Linked DNA regions of Mus musculus: region 2 is linked to region 1. The links are chromatin contacts, called in public promoter capture Hi-C maps. All regions are on one chromosome and are shown on one strand. The core of a region is the stretch at or near the end of the contact, and the rest is flanking DNA. Distances in the headings are between cores, read along the strand shown. Region 1 overlaps Tspan5 (tetraspanin 5). Region 2 holds the start of Stpg2 (sperm tail PG rich repeat containing 2).

Evidence for each region. Promoter capture Hi-C pulls out the DNA fragments that hold promoters and counts their contacts.
Region 2: a promoter capture Hi-C map of hippocampal neurons shows a contact between it and region 1, with 2.6 times the contacts expected there. The contact joins the promoter of Stpg2 here to the enhancer-like site in region 1. A contact is called at or near these places in 5 of 39 promoter capture datasets (the C10 cell line, HPC-7-derived erythroid cells, hematopoietic stem and progenitor cells and 2 more), 2 of 484 Hi-C or Micro-C datasets (myocytes and olfactory sensory neurons) and 1 of 115 datasets of contacts at active chromatin or transcription factors (memory CD8 T cells).

The regions. Positions count from the first base shown.
Region 1 is chr3:138,757,497-138,765,246 of GRCm38.p6, forward strand. The region is part of intron 1 of Tspan5 (tetraspanin 5); the gene reads left to right. Among named protein-coding and RNA genes, the nearest start is that of Tspan5, 19 kb to the left of the region's middle. Within about 2 kb of position 3,280, at least 69 of the 459 cell types and tissues checked have an H3K27ac peak or open chromatin away from gene starts, as enhancers often do. A contact at or near this core is called in hippocampal neurons, where this site is marked.
Region 2 is chr3:139,202,001-139,209,750 of GRCm38.p6, forward strand. It overlaps Stpg2 (sperm tail PG rich repeat containing 2), which reads left to right and starts at 3,893. Exons shown (of 14, transcript NM_198659.2): 1 at 3,893-4,007. The coding sequence starts at 3,899.

The DNA.
Region 1 (7,750 bases), core at 2,030-4,529:
ATAATGACATTTTGAGTCACAAGGATCCGCCCATTTCAAGTTTTTTTTTCTTTTAAGTCAATTCTGTGCTTAAACATTAAATATACTATTTAAGAAGGGGAAAATTAAAAAAAAAATCTCTACTCAGAGGCACACAATGACAAAAACATGGCCTATTCACTTGTAGGTAGCTGTTGGGAATTGCTGGCAGGCCGAGGCCCAGGCTTGCTTCCTTTGTTATAGAGGAAGTTAACAGGTGTAAGAGTATTTGGCAGTTTGGCACCAGTTGAAGAATATCTCCTTTATCAGAGCAAAGAATGAATAAAACGGAGAGGAAAGAGCATCCCCACTCAAGGTAATTTATGGCCATGGTTTGAAGTTGTCTCCTCTGGAACCCCACATCTCTCAGAATCTTCCTTTGGGAAATTCCATGTTTAAGCAGTTTGCAAGGCCATATGTGTTTATGAGTTGAAAGTCACAGTTTCTGGAGGTGCCCTGTTTGTAGAATGTGTTAACATGTTTGTCTTTCGCGTATTCTGTTTCTTTAGAGTGCTGGGCTTGGGAAGCAGAAGTCTCCTCGACTTCTGAAAACTTGTGAACCCTTGGTCACTGAGTAGTTAGAGTTGAGGTACAAAGGGAAAATAATTTGGGGGTGTATCTCAGACTCACAGGAAGTCAACCTTAAATGTTTCTGCAGTCTGTCTTAGGAGGCTCCACCTTCTCCTGTTTACTTTATGGTTGAGTTCAACATGGCTTAAATCTTGTTATTTGATGCACTTTTAAGGAACAGGATAATTATTGTGTGCTTTTCTATTGGGAAAGCAATATAAAAACATGGATAGAATTTTGAAGTAAGGATGCTCATAATCCTAGTAATACTTTCATTGGGTTCAACTGGAACTGGAAGCTTCTATCCAAATGCTGAAAGCAGCAAACAACTGCACAAAACCAACCAACTACCCAGCCATCCAGCCAACCCACCATCCATCCACCCATCCACCCATCCAGACAACTATGAACCATCCATCTATCCATCCATCCATCCATCCATCCAGACAACTATGAACCATCCATCTATCCATCCATCCATCCATCCATCCACCCATCCATCCACCCATCCATCCAGACAACTATGAACCATCCATCCATCCACCCATCCAGACAACTATGAACCATCCATCTATCCATCCATCCATCCATCCATCCATCCAGACAACTATGAACCATCCGTCCATCCATCCATCCAGACAACTATGAACCATCCATCCATCCAACCCACCATCTATCCATCCATCCAGACAATTATGATCCACCATCCATCCATCCATCCATCCATCCATCCATCCATCTATCCATCCAGTGAGCCAGCTAGCCAGCCAGTCATCTTAGAGTTTCTCTCTAGTCATCCGTGAGGCTATGACTTTAGCCTCACTTTGAAGTGGATACTGCTACATCACTACCCTTTAAGCGTTTGTTTTGCCTTTACTAGCGTCTTCCCCCTCAGGACAACATTGAGAATAAGTGTTTTCAGCATACAGAGCAATGCCTTGTGAATAAACACTGGTTTCAGTCAACCAGAAAGAGGGAAAGAAAGGAAAATCAATAAACCTCCTGCAGGCATTTGAGAAACTGTGTACTTTTAAGAGAAGGAATGGCCAGTGATAAGGAGCTTTGCAAAACAATAGCTCTCATCTCTTCCTTTTTTGAGCCGCTGACTATGACTTTCTGTGCTGAACCTTGTAGCTGGGATTTCCTAGTTCTCTGTTGCCTTGGTTGTGCCCCACTTAGCTGGGGAATGACAGCCACTGTCCCTGTGACAGCTCAAGGGGAGCAGCTCTACAGCCTTCCTAGATTTTGAATGTCATAGCAGGAATCCTAAGGAGACCAGTGCTCCTTTGGTTCTGGCTCCTTTTGCTTTGCCTGCTGGTCTTGAGAATCAAGAGTGAAGAGCTGCCTGGGTGTATATGGCATCTTCATTTTTCCTTAGGTCTGCAAAATTTAACCATTCTTGGTATTCTCGCTGCATGCTTAGAGTGTTCTTCAATTGCTATCTGGTGAGAGTTTGAAACAGCTGTATAAGAGTTTGAAATAGTGTTTTACTTCTATTTTTCCTTAAGATGAAGAATCAACATTGTAGAAATGAGTGGAAGGCACCAAAGCGACCTGGAAATATCTCTTACACTTTTGTAAAATATATGATTATTTAGTTTAAATACAGACATGTGTCACTGATGGCTGTTAAATAGCAATTTCAATATTTGGATTGTCTTAAATATAGATATGTGCTGTCTTTTCGTAGATATGTACAGTAATTATCTGAATGACTGATATGTGACCTTTAAATATTTTTATCCATGTTAAGAGAATAAAATGTCTTTATCATAGCATACTATAACATTTCAAACTATATGGGACGTTTTGTTTATTTTTTTGAGACAAGTTAGCTCAGGCTGGTCTCTTAACTCATGGCAGTCTTTGTGTCACAGCCTTCCCAGTGACGGAATTATAGGCATGAGCTACCAGACTTGATGAAATGAAATCTTTTGAAGTTCAACATAAGGCTAGAGATCAGCTTCGATATTTACAGTGCACACAGGAAGAACCCTGTTGTGTTTCTCATTTGTAGATGGGTCAGAAAGTATATGTATGATATGTATAATCATCTCACCCTGAACTGTGGGAGATTGTTGCGTCACAGCTGGGGATAACAGCCCATTCTTTATTGCACCTTTCAAAACACAGTTTTAATTTTGAAGTTCCTTCCCATGGAATTTTCCTTCTCTTGCCCCGTTCTTTCTTTGACTTTAACTCCAGGATCGAGGAGGCAGGGAATCTTCTTAAGGGAGGCTAAACCCCTCTTAGTCTTCAAAATAAAAAGGCTAGCCTGCTGCAGACAGAATAGAGGATTGGGATTCTTTTGAACAGAAATGGCTGTGCAAATATTTAATCCGTTGTTCTTTAGTTGGTCTATTTAGGGCAGAGTACTGGAAGGAACCGTGCTTTAATTGGCCTTCTGCAGACCTGATTATGTAACCTTAAGACTTGCATGTTGAAAAGGACGTGAAAAATCCTCTAGTCTCTGTTACCTACCAGTCATCTTTCTGCAATCTCCTCTTAAGGATGGATTTTATTCTCCGGCTGTAAGTTATAAAACAGGGGACAGAGCTCTTTTTTTCTGGCAGCTTTTCATTTTATAGGTCTGAGATGCCCTCAGCCTTACTTGTAGGGGCAGTGTGCAGAGAGGACAGTCAGAGTCCCTGTGGGTTCGCTCACGGGTCAGGTTTTAGCCTGGCCAGTGGTGAGGATGTCTGTATACCATTTACACACTGATCTGGGGTGAAGGTGGCATTTGGCAGTGCTATTGGTAGGATGCCTGAGCGCCGAATCACCCGAGCTGCCAAGTCCCCGTTCTCTCACTCCATTTGGCTCGACTTGACAGTTTTGGCTCAGTCATTTTGATTAACATCAACCTTGCTTATGTTAAGTAACTATTCAGGTTATTTATTATGTATTACTCTCATGCTTTGGAATGAGCGGCCAAGAAACTTCTGCCTCATATGGACTCCATATGCAGCTGTTAAGTTAGCAGAAACACAATTAGTTGGCGCCTAAGCTGCATATTGAGTAGATTAGGCCGGATCGCACAGGCGTTGTTTGAGATTGTTGTCTCCAATATTTAAGAAAGCTATTAGGTGTTTGAGGATGTGGGGTGATAAAGCATCTCTGAGTTCACATATGTCCTGTTTTGTATTTTTATTATGGAGTGCAAATATCTGTGGAATCTTGGTTGTTTGTTTTGCACTGCTGAGCTCCAGAGAGGATTAAAAACATAGTCTGTGAAAAACAGACATCTCTTTATTTCCATTGTTCCCTCCCCATCCCAGGCTAGGCCGAGAATGTTGCAGTGGGTAAAAGACAGCCTGGGCTCAGATGTAGGCCCTGACACTCCTACCTGTGTGAGTATGTATAGGCAACATCTTTAGGGTCACCCCAGACACCAGCATGCTAAGGAGTGCAGGTGAACAGGGACTTCCAGAAAGTACCCCACTGTCACGGTGTGCTCTGGGTCTCTGTCCCTTGAGAAGGGTGTTGTCAGGTTTAGGATGTGTTCCCTGAAGGATGGAATCTGTCACTTTTCAAGCTTGCTTTCCATTGTCCTGCTCCCACGGAAGGATCTTGGAAGTCCATCCTTTTCCTTGGCTAGTAGATGGTAAGGTTTGGCCTGGGGACAGCTGCCACATGCTCTCACCGTGTCCATGTGTTGCGACGGTCTGCTTCTGTGCTGTCACCGAGCTTTCCTCTTACGTGGGGACCCTGTGTGTGCGCATTGTGTGTGTAGGTGCCCCGGCGTGCATGGGTGTGACGTGGACGTCATATCTCAGACGCCGTCCACCTTGTTTTCTGAGACTGGGTCTCTCCCTGGCATGGAACTCACCAGTTAGGTTGCACTGGCATACAAGACATCTCCTGTCTCTGCCTTGTGAGTACTGGGATTGCAAATGTGTACCACTGTACTTAGCTTTTTTTTTCTTTGTTTTTTTAAAGTGGCTTTTAGGGAATCAAACTTAGGTTCCCTATGTTTGTGTAGCAAGCGTTTTACCAACTAAATTATTTTCCCAGCTAGGGGGTCCTTTTGAGGCCATTTATATCCGCATTATAATTACAATTAAATATACATAAGTATGCCTAAAAACTGCTTAAAATATACTGAGTAATAATTATCCATTGAAATAATTTAATTAAATTTGAAGTAATTTTTTTTTTCATTAAGGAACAAAATAAGCATCCATTTGGCCCCCACTACAAAAAAATTGCTATACACAAATAGGTATGCTTATGAAATTACTTAGTTTATTAGCATATAATTCATCCAGATTATTACATTCTCTTAATTGAATTTACACTTGTATGCTTATAATTTTAAAAATAGTTTTAAACAAGAGGTGTCTACGAGCTGCCGAACATTAAGGGCTCTGGTATTTTTAGTTGTCTGAGAGGTAAAATTCTAGGTCTAAAGGGAAAACATGGATGCTATAGTAAAAGATAACTCTCCTGCTCTGTGCTGTGAGCATCTGCAGCAGAGTTTGGATTGATTTTCACCTTCTGAACTGTCATAGACGATTTCTGTTCCTTCCTTGACATAGGAGATTCCTGTAGCTCAACCCTTACCTAGTCTGAGGCCATCCTCTGCCTCTTCACAAAAGTTCTAAAGGTGAAAAAGTGGGCTGGGGAGGGAGATGAGAAGCCAAAGCTGAGGTTGGTTACCACACCGAGGGACGTGCTTGCTTCTTGGAGTTGTGTCTTGTGGATGTCAAAGCCCCTTTCCAGGAAGGGCCTTACTGTTTGCTGCCGTGATGGGAAGAGTGTATTGAGGCTCGTGAGAAGCAATGGCTGAGATTGGGAGCTGCAGAGGGATACTCATCTATGTTTGGAAGCCCACACAGGCATTGGGTGATTTCTTGGACAGCGTTCCTGGCGGTTGTAGTGAGAGTGAGCTTTACCTGGGCCATTGCTCTGGTTGTTCATAGGGAGCAGCCTTCATCCTTCAGACATGATGTAATGTCTTTCTCCAGACAAAGAGCAGCCTCTGTGGACAGTGGGGCCCCAGAATCCCAAACATTGCTCCTCAGCTATGATGCCTACCCACTGCATGGACAGCATTCACCTTTGACCTTTAGAGCAAAGAGAACCCAGGCCAGAATGATGTTCCTGCTGCCTCCTGTGCTCTGTATGGTAAGTCCTTAGTGCCTGGTCCAGAAATCTTTGTCGTCCTCTTCTTCTTCTCCTTCTCCTCCTCCTCCTCCTCCTCCTCCTTCTCCTCCTTCTTCTTCTTCTTTTTTTTTTCCTGAGACAGGGTTTCTCTGTGTAGCCCGGGCTGTCCTGGAACTTACTTTGTAGACCAGGCTGGCCTCGAACTCAGAAATCCGCCTGCCTCTGCCTCCCGAATGCTGGGATTAAAGGCGTGTGCCACCAACGCCCAGCTTCTTTCAGGGTTCAAAAAGCAGACGCCAGTTAATTTATTACCTTGTCTATGGGGTAAAGTCAAATCTAGACCTGTCTGGTTATCCTGTGTACAGCTTTTATACCCAGTTAGATGTGCTCACATAAGTCCTGCATAGAACATACTTACACGGGCCTCCTCCACAGAGAACATGGTTGGGAAGGCGAGGGTTGGTAGTGCCTCATAGCTGGTCAGGTTTCTTAGCGGCAAGGATGTCATCTTAGATACTTCTCTGTGTGTCAGTGTGCCTCCAGGCAAGCAAAGGAGACAGACCACAGTACCTTCAGGAATTGCGTCCTGTGTTGGATGAGATTGAAGCTGAGCCCAAGTGTGATTGATTCTTGGTCGTAGAAAAGGAGTCTGACACCAGGAGTGTGGGCAGCCCCTTCAGGGACAAGCTGTAGCCCATCTGAGGCAAAAATGCAGGGTTAGCCAGATGCCTGGCCCTTAAGAACAGATGGGAGTGTCCTAGCAAGGTGCTCCTACCACGAGGCAGCAACGGCCTGTCTTGACAGCAGTGGGCCTCTGATGAAACAGGGCCAGAGAGATCTCGAAATCTGTGTCTGGTATTTGTAAGTTGTTTTCAGGCACTCAGCCATGCTGTTGGAGAAGGCCTCAGAGCTCACCTCAGAGCTCACCTGAGGCACGTTAGGGACGAGTTGATGATTGATTCTCAGTCGCTCAGCTGGGCGGAGCCAAGGCTAGTCCTTGGTTCAGAGCAATTTTGAGTGCATTTCTTTGTGAGTTCTACATGCACTTGCCATCTGTACTGGGACTCTTCACCCCCCCCCCCTCGCCGAGAGGGATAATATATAATACAGGTTTAAAATGAAGACTTTAGATGCTAGATGGTAAGAGGTGCCCAGGTAGGAAACCTGATGTGGAATCTTAGTCCTATGATTTCCAGGATGAATCTTACAGGCATCTAGTCAGACCATAAACAGAAATGACATTTCGTTCACTTAATGATAGGTGAAAAATTATTCACTGGCTGTGGCTGCTAATTGAGGTCCAGCATGAGTCAGGCTAGAACTTAGGAAGTCAGGAACAGGGTAAAAAATAAGCATGGATCAGGAAGTGGATTTTAATAAGATATCCATGGGAGGGGGACCCTTGCTATGTGAGGGCTAGATAAATATGATGATTTCCACTGGTGCTGTGCTGTGTGCTTTGGAAGTGGGAGGGGTGGGGAAGGGGAGTCAGGGCTCCTAAAGTGCCACTCTCCAAGCTTTAGCTGACATAGAAAGCAGGCGGTGCTTGTAAAGTCAAATGCTTTTTGGCATTTCTGGTGGTGTAAATTCCATCGTGTCTCTACCATTTTGAAGAACATCTTGGTGTGGTAGGAGTGAGGGGCTTCTTGTGGTAGGGCTCCCTGCTAAAGGAGAGAGGTGGCTCAGCAAGATGGCTGAGGCATGGGGACTTTGCAGAAGGGCCCAAGACAACACCCACTCTGAGTACTTCTCAGCCAGTCCCCACAGGGAACAACACCAAACACTGTGGTTGCTGAAGCTGTGCCCTTGAAGCTAAGGGAGCATGGAACGCTAGTGTGAATCAGAGTGGGTGTGGCCATTCAGGGACAAAATTCCCATCCGTTGGCTGTGGTTCTTTTTATCTTTAGTTAATGATTTCATTCTTTAAAAATTAAAAACAAAACAAAACAAAACAAAACTCCACACGTCAATTTTCACATGTTTATGGTGTTGTTTGTGGATTAGTGGTCTGTAATTACCTCAACTCCTGGGCACAGTATATTTGTTATCACAGTGAAGA
Region 2 (7,750 bases), core at 2,643-5,142, 450 kb after region 1:
TACACTGCATATTTGATAAAGAATCACATTGATTTCATGGAATTTGTTATTAACAAAATTCTGCTTTTGTTCTATATACATTTAAAACGTATTTTTAATTTTATGGCTGTAAGCGTTTTGCCTGAATGTTTTTGCCTGTATACTACTTACATGCTTGTTGCTCTCAGAGGCTTAGAAGAGGGCATTGGTCCCCTAGAACTGGAGTTAAGGTGGCTGTGAGCCTCCATGTAGGTCCTGCAATTTTTAAGAGCAGCCAGTGCTTTTGGCTGCTGAACCACCTCCCATTTTTATTTCATTGAGAAGGGGTTTCACTCTGTAGTCCTGCTTGTCCTGGAACTCACAAAGGTCCACTTCTGTTTCCTGAAGCCTGGGATTAAAAATGCAAGACACCACATCTGCATAAGGCTCCATTAAAAAGTTTATTCTGAAAGGAGGTATTAGGTAGAAATGGAAGAAGCATAAATTCTAAGGTCAGATAAATTTTAGTCCAAACAGCTCTTGCTAACACCATGGAAATGTTCAACTAGAGTGCTGCTAAATAGCATTAAACATTTTTGATTTAGGCACTGTGAATGGCTGGACCAAATTATCTATATTGTGCTTATGGATAATTATAATTAACATTTTTAAGTAGCACACTCAATGAGGACTGTTCAAGAGACACAATGAGAGACTTTTAAAAATATTTACTTTTCTTATTTAAAAGTAATTTCTAATCCGTAAGTGCTATATACTCTGGTTATTGAACCACAAGAAGAAACTTTTTGCTGGAAATATACAGTGAAGACATATTTCCATGCTAAAAATAAAGACTTAAGAATGCAGAATTGTTGGAGATCAAGCATTATAAAATTATTAAGGGTCTGGAAGTTCTGCCATTGATCATCCACTCATCCCTATGAAGTCCTTGAGGAAAGAATGCTCTCCCAGGAGACAGGCTAGGCAAAGAACACTGTGTACCAAGCTGGTATTTCAGGCACAGGTTCCCTATTACAGGTTTGTGAATGAGCTTGAGGTGGTTGCTCTCCCACCCTCTCAATGGTCAAAAACTTAAGCCAGATAGAAGGCAGGTAACACCCTACCACTTCTATTGCTAATCTAACCCCAAATCTACTCAAGGAAGGGGTAATTTGTGCATTAAAGACAGCAATCAGCCAGAGAAGGATATGACTATGTTCCATTGTCATCTCCTCCATGGGACTTGTGAATCATCTCTCAGAAGGACACTTAACTACCATGTTCCTGAAATGACCCTTTCTTTTCCTAAGACTCTGAGCAATGTGACAAAGAAAACAGGTTGAGATGAGAACATTTAGGTAAGGGCTTTCTAGAGTAACTCATTCTCATATATCATGGGAACAATGGCCAACTAGGTTATCTTTAGAGGAAACCTGCCATCTATAGGACCATTCAGCAGTTCCTTTGCATGCTGGTCATGCAAGGACAAAACAGTCTAGGAAGCCAATGAAATCACTGCTTATGTGGTCTGATTTCCAAAGTCCCTTTCCCTGTGTTCATCAGGTGCAATGAAAAGCACTGTGAGATGCTCTTGCTGCAGCTGGACACTACTGCTGGTGGAAAGGGGACACTCAGCTGCACAGCATCGCTCTGTGCTCCATCCCTCTGTACACTCAATGTTAGCATGGTCACTCTCACCCCTGCCAGCATCCCTGTTGGTAGATTTCGAATAAATCCTTTATCTCACTACCTAGGTATTTTCTTCAATTTCTGGACAAATGGCAAGCTACCCTACTGCTATAGCACAACCAGGCTATCAATGCTATACTCTGGCATGAACATGCTGTCTGAATTGATATATTGGCTTTTATTACCAAGAGCAAATGATATATAAGGAATGTCCAATAGGTTGTTAAAGGAAACATGACTTTTAATGACACAATTTTCCATCCTTTTATCTGTGACTCTTTCTAGTATGTCATTGCACATCCATTCTAGTTCTTCTGAATGGGATCTTGCCAGATATATGAGGCAAAACAAACAAACAAAAAACAAAACAAACAAACAAAAAACCCCCACCAAGAACTCTTATGTTTCCTTTTTTGAGACAGGGATTCTCTGTGTAGTCCTTGCTGTCCTGGAACTCACTTGGTAGACTGGGATGGCCTGGTACTCACAGAGATCTGTTGCCTCTGCCTTCTGGGTGCTAGGATTAAAGGCATGTGTCACCACTTCCCAGCTACTTATGAGTTTTATAAGAATGTAGGAAGCATTAAGGTTAACAAGAAAGTTAAACACTTCATTACAAATAAGTTTCCCAAGTGCTTGTGATATTCTCTTGCCATTCTGTATACCTTGCTTGCCCCTTCTTGGGCTATTCATGACCTACCCAGGGACAGGGGCTTTAGTTTTATTTGTATCCAGGTTAACTTAGAAGAGTAAGAGAACTATATACATTTGCCAATAAGTTCTTTTCAAGTAAGTAATGATCCAGCTGTTTAGTAGAAGACATCAAAAGATTCTTAGGAACCACACACACATACTTTTTGAGTATTCTAACAGAGATGCCACAATTAATTCAGAACTAAGTAGCAAACTAAGAATCACAAAATTTAAATATATTTAAGTTTGTATTGGGGACTGAGGCACTCTAGCTCTTTTGTGGGTAAGGCAGGGCCATGGAAGGATTGCCTAAGCCAGTGGTTCTTTACCTGTGGGTCACAACCCCACTGGCAAACTTCTACCTCCAAAAATACTTACATTGTGCTTCCTAACAGTACCAAAGTTATAAAGTAGCAATGAAAATGATTTTATGGTATGGGGCCACTACAAGTTGAGAAACCGTATTAAAGGGTTGCAGCATTCAGAAGGTTGAGAACCACTGGCCTAAGCCTTTAAGGATGTTTAGAAGCTGTGTGGATTTCTTAATGAAAAAAACCAACCAAACACATAGATGGATTCTGATACTCTCCAGCGCCTGTTGCTGAAGATTCAGTGGATCGATGAGGGTGGCTTGGGCTTTTTCGATGCCTTCACCTTACTTTGTAGACAATGTTGCCATTTATCCGTGTCCAACACCAGAAGCAGTTTTTAGCCCTTGCCCTTGACTTGCTTCAGTAGGCAAGCTTTCCCCTTTTCAGATGTTGCCATTTCTTGTCACCCCCCCACCCCCGCCCCCAACCCTCTGCGTTCCCAGCTTTCCTTTAGAAATCTTGATGGCCTGCAGGTCAGATTCAGTAGTGACTTTATTCAGAGGATGCCTTTTTGACAGGAGTGAAGGGGGACTTTGCTGATCCCAAACCCTGTTTTGGGGTCCCGAGCTTTTCTATTCCACCTGTCCCCGCCTCGCTGCCCCGCCCCCCGGGTCTTTCCAGTCACCCTGATTTACAGGGAAGGCAAATCAAAATCAAATTAATTCGCCTCCTTCTAGTGCGTTTCTAGGGCTTTTCTGCGCAGCGAAGGTATTCTGGGACAGGAAGCAGGTGAGTTGAGGCGGAGCTGAGGTGGAGCTGAGGTGCAGCACCGCCCTGCCTAGCGCAGGGAGCTTCGTCAGACTCTACAAGACATCTCCGAGCTCTGAGCGCTCGACCGGAAATGCTCCGAGGCCGGTGCCGGAAGTGCACCTACAGGCCCGAGTCCTTCCGGCCTCTGCCCTTCCAAGGTTTCCGGGAGGCGGGGAGTGGGCGGAGCCAGAGCCGGAAGTTCAGGCGGCTAAGCCCGGTCTCTGGCGTGACCCGTGAGCGCTGAATTGAACGCTGGCGGGCTGGCGGGCGGGTCCTCTGGCTGCTGTCCTCGCCACTTTACCTCTGTGCCGAGGACCCGAGGGAAAGCTGACGCCGCTGAGCCAGTCAGCACGCAGCTCGCACTCTAGTCCCGCGTGTAGGGACGACGCAGGCCGCCTGTCTAGTTTCCGGTCCCGTGGGCCCCGCCCCTCATCACTATGTATGACCGTGCTCCGCGCTGGCTCGACTGTGCCAACCGCGGCAGCACCGAGGAGCACGTGGGGCCTGGGACCTACCAGGTACCTTTTCCTAAGCAGCAGGCCACAGGTAAGATGCTGATGGCCAGCTTGCGGTGACAGACGGCCCGCCTTCAGCCTGCCCTCAGGTTAAACACAAAGTCAAAAAGGACCACTGTTCAGAAATGTAACACGTCGCAGGTAGAGACGATACTAGAACCAGGATTTTGATTCCTTGGCTCTTGACTGTATGACATAACAAGTTTGTGACTGTATGAAACACAATACTTGCTTTTGCACACACTTTAATCAGATTTATTTACCACGATGTAATTGTTTACATTTCTATTCTGTATTATCACTTACAAATTGGATCCCGTCCCCAATCTCCCCCACTCCCCGGAGTGAAGTTATCTGACCATCCCTGGCTTTATACTGAGACCCTCTTTCTACATTCTGTGAAAAGTTATAGCCTTCAGGGGTGGCCTAGGGACTAATAATTGAAGTAGTTAATTGCTTTTCTTCATTTCTCACCCCCCCCCCCCCCCCCAGTTTGTGAATTAGGTCCAACTTTTAATAAATATTTCTAATTCGGTCTCTGCTTTTAAAGTTCTGGTTTTTGTTTTTGTTTGAGTTTAATACCACCCAAATTCTAGTGGTTTCTTTTGTAAACCTGCATTTTTCAGTAGATATAAAATACCTCCTGCCCCCTTAAAGTTCCAGGAGTGAGTACTCTGTTTACATCCCTGCTCCATTATGGTTAGTTTAAGTTTCTCTGGACATGGTAAAATTCTGTTTGCGTTTCAGATCTCAAATTTTACATCTTTTCAGCATCTGTCCTCAGCATTTTTGGTACCTATGCCAAGTACTGTTGAGATGGTATAAGCATGTATTCCCCAGCATCTTGTGTTTACCAGTGACCATCTGTAATGGGCACACCTATGATGCTTTTGCACACCCATAACTTTTTTTTTTGACCTTTATTTTGGTACAGCTGACCACTTTCTTTGTTGCTTTCTGTCTCATTTTTTTTCCTGCTGTTCAGTACCTGACACATGATTCGGTACTGAAGCAAGGAATCATGTTTTATTTTTCTTTTTTTCCCACTAATCATGCACAGCTAAATTTATAAGATACTTAGCTTTACATCTTGTTCTTGTTGCTTTGCTCATTGTACTCTCTTATTCATATCTGTTACTTCAATCACCATTTATATCCAGCCACTCCCAAGTGAAATTCTTTATAGAGATAGAGGTGGTTTATGTCTCTAAGTTTCCCACAGGCTTAAAGTCTGCGTCGTTGTCAGTCACTTTACAGACATCCTTGCATGGCTGGTCTAAGCTTTAGAACTCTAGCTTACTTTTTTTGCCTGGCCATTTCTCTTGGCCTTTAAGACCATTGGTTAAATGTTCACAATCTCTCAGAAATTCTTCCCCTTTGTTCATAGCTACCCAATTTAATACAATCCAATTTATTTTTTCTCAATTAAATCAGTAGCATGTTGTTTCTGTCTCAGTGTCATAATTTTATCTTTCATTTTGTGTTTAGTAGTATGTTTAAAAAACATACATTATTTGAAAAACAAAAAATATATTTATTTTTGTTAACGGCAGGGTTAAAAAATCTAAACTCATCAATGGTAGTAGAATTCTTTTTTGTTATCACCCCCGGTCTTGTGTTCCATTTAGTCTGATCTTTCCAAACACCTGTACATGCTCCTACACATGACCTACAGTTCAGCCATTCTAACTTGATAATATTCTTAAGATCATTTTTTGTCACTTCTGTTCTTTTGCACCATGTGCCCAGTGTGTTCTATGCTCCTACTCCTCCTGGCTTGCTTCTACTTATTCTTGATATTCAATTGAAATAAAAATCTCTGACTAGTCTTACTTTTCCATCCTTCTGGCTTATGGTAACTTTTTTGGTAGCAGTTTGATTCTAACACACACACACACACACACACAAAAGCTCCACCAAAATGTAAACTACTTGAGAGCAGGGATCATGATGTTTACTCCATTCTTAGTTTTCAACCCAGTAAAACAATATTCTTAGTGAAAAATACCTTGTAGTAACGTATAAACTAGTGGACCACATTAAAAGTTTCTATGGGGTGGGTGAGATGGCTTAATGGGTAAAGTCACTTACTGCCAAATTTGATGACTTGAGCATAATAACTCTTAACATCTTGTAAGATGACTCTTACAAGTTGTCATCTGTCTTCCACATGTACACACACACACACACACACACACACACACACAGAAAGACAGACACACACACACACATAACACCTTCTCCAAAACACTATGGCTTTTGTTACTAAAGGGTAGTATGTAGGATATAGTCAGCCCTGTATACTAACTTAAAGGATTATACTTTGTTCACTTTTGAAGTATGTTTAAAAATTCTGTGCTTGGGAACTCTGAGGAGATTGTGTGTGTGTGTGTGTGTGTGTGTGTGTGTGTGTGTGTGTGTGCGCGCGCGCGTGCATGCTATGCTGTTCAGGGCAACATGTTTATAATTGATAGAACAGGTGTTTCTGAGCATTTTTCTGCTACATTTCTCGATGAGATAATTTAAAAGCAGCTACCATGCTATTTCATGCATGTTTATAATAGGTAATTTACTGAACTGTGCAGAGCTGTCCATCTATTTCAATGAAAGATTAGGTGTATGTTAAGAGTCTGATGTGGAAAGGAAAGATGGAGGGACCTTGTGTAACTTAATTCTTACAGCAAGCCTCACAAGAGGGACAGATCTTGTAGTGTTAGGATATTCTCAACCTAGTGGTCTCCTTTTTCCTCTTTATCTTACTTAGCCAACCCTCCAGTATACTAGCTCCATGTTTTCCTACTTAATATACTAATTGATAGCCTTGGTTTTAGGTCATTTGATCAGGAATAAACTTAAGATTTGTATCCTTAATGGATCAGGACTGAGCTACTGTGTTTTTATGAGTGGGAAAGAGAATGGATATTCAAATTCCACAGGCAAAAAAGAGCTATGTCTTGCTTTTTTTTTTTTTTAACTAATCTGAGAAGGAAGCATATCTTCCTAAAGCAATATTTCCCTAAGGAGAGGTAGCCTAGTCTACCATCTTATCACATGAGAAAACAAGTTCTTTTAAAAATACATGCCTATCCTGGTATTGTGTCGGGAGTATTTCATTACTTTTTAAATGTACTTTCAAAGTGAACAGCACCCAACATTAGCTGTCTATGTGGAATATGTATCAGTCAACTAAACTGGAAAACAGCATCTTCTAGTTATTTTCTTTTGCAGCATTCTTCTTTGAAGGAGTTTTATCTGCCACCAGTGCAGGGTGGAAGGAGATTTATCAGTGGTCCTGTAGATGCACCTATATGTTTATGCTGACAAGAATGATTTTATTGTCCTAGCTAGTCAGAATATAGATAATGCACATACCAGGGAGTGCAGTTGTGACATAGGTTTAGATAATTAATGTATATGTGATTGCTGTGTACACTGGTATCTCTGCAGATGAATGCCTGTTTCAATGACCTTGTTGTTTTATATGTGAAGAACGCCCTTTGCTTTGTGGCTGTCATTGTGGCTGCATAACTTGTCTTTTCATCACATACTGGACACCTTCTTTTGTAGAATGGACTTTTATTGCTTTGTGCCAGTCTGATTTATCTTTTGCTGTCGGCACATCAAACTCAATATATCCCAAACTGAACTCATTCCTTTTAAATCTTTCCTTCTCCCATGCTCTTAATTTCCCTTTTCTGTCAGTTTGATTTATCATTGTAAGGTACCACTTCATATGTCAGCTTATTTATATACCCCACATCAAATTCTACTAAT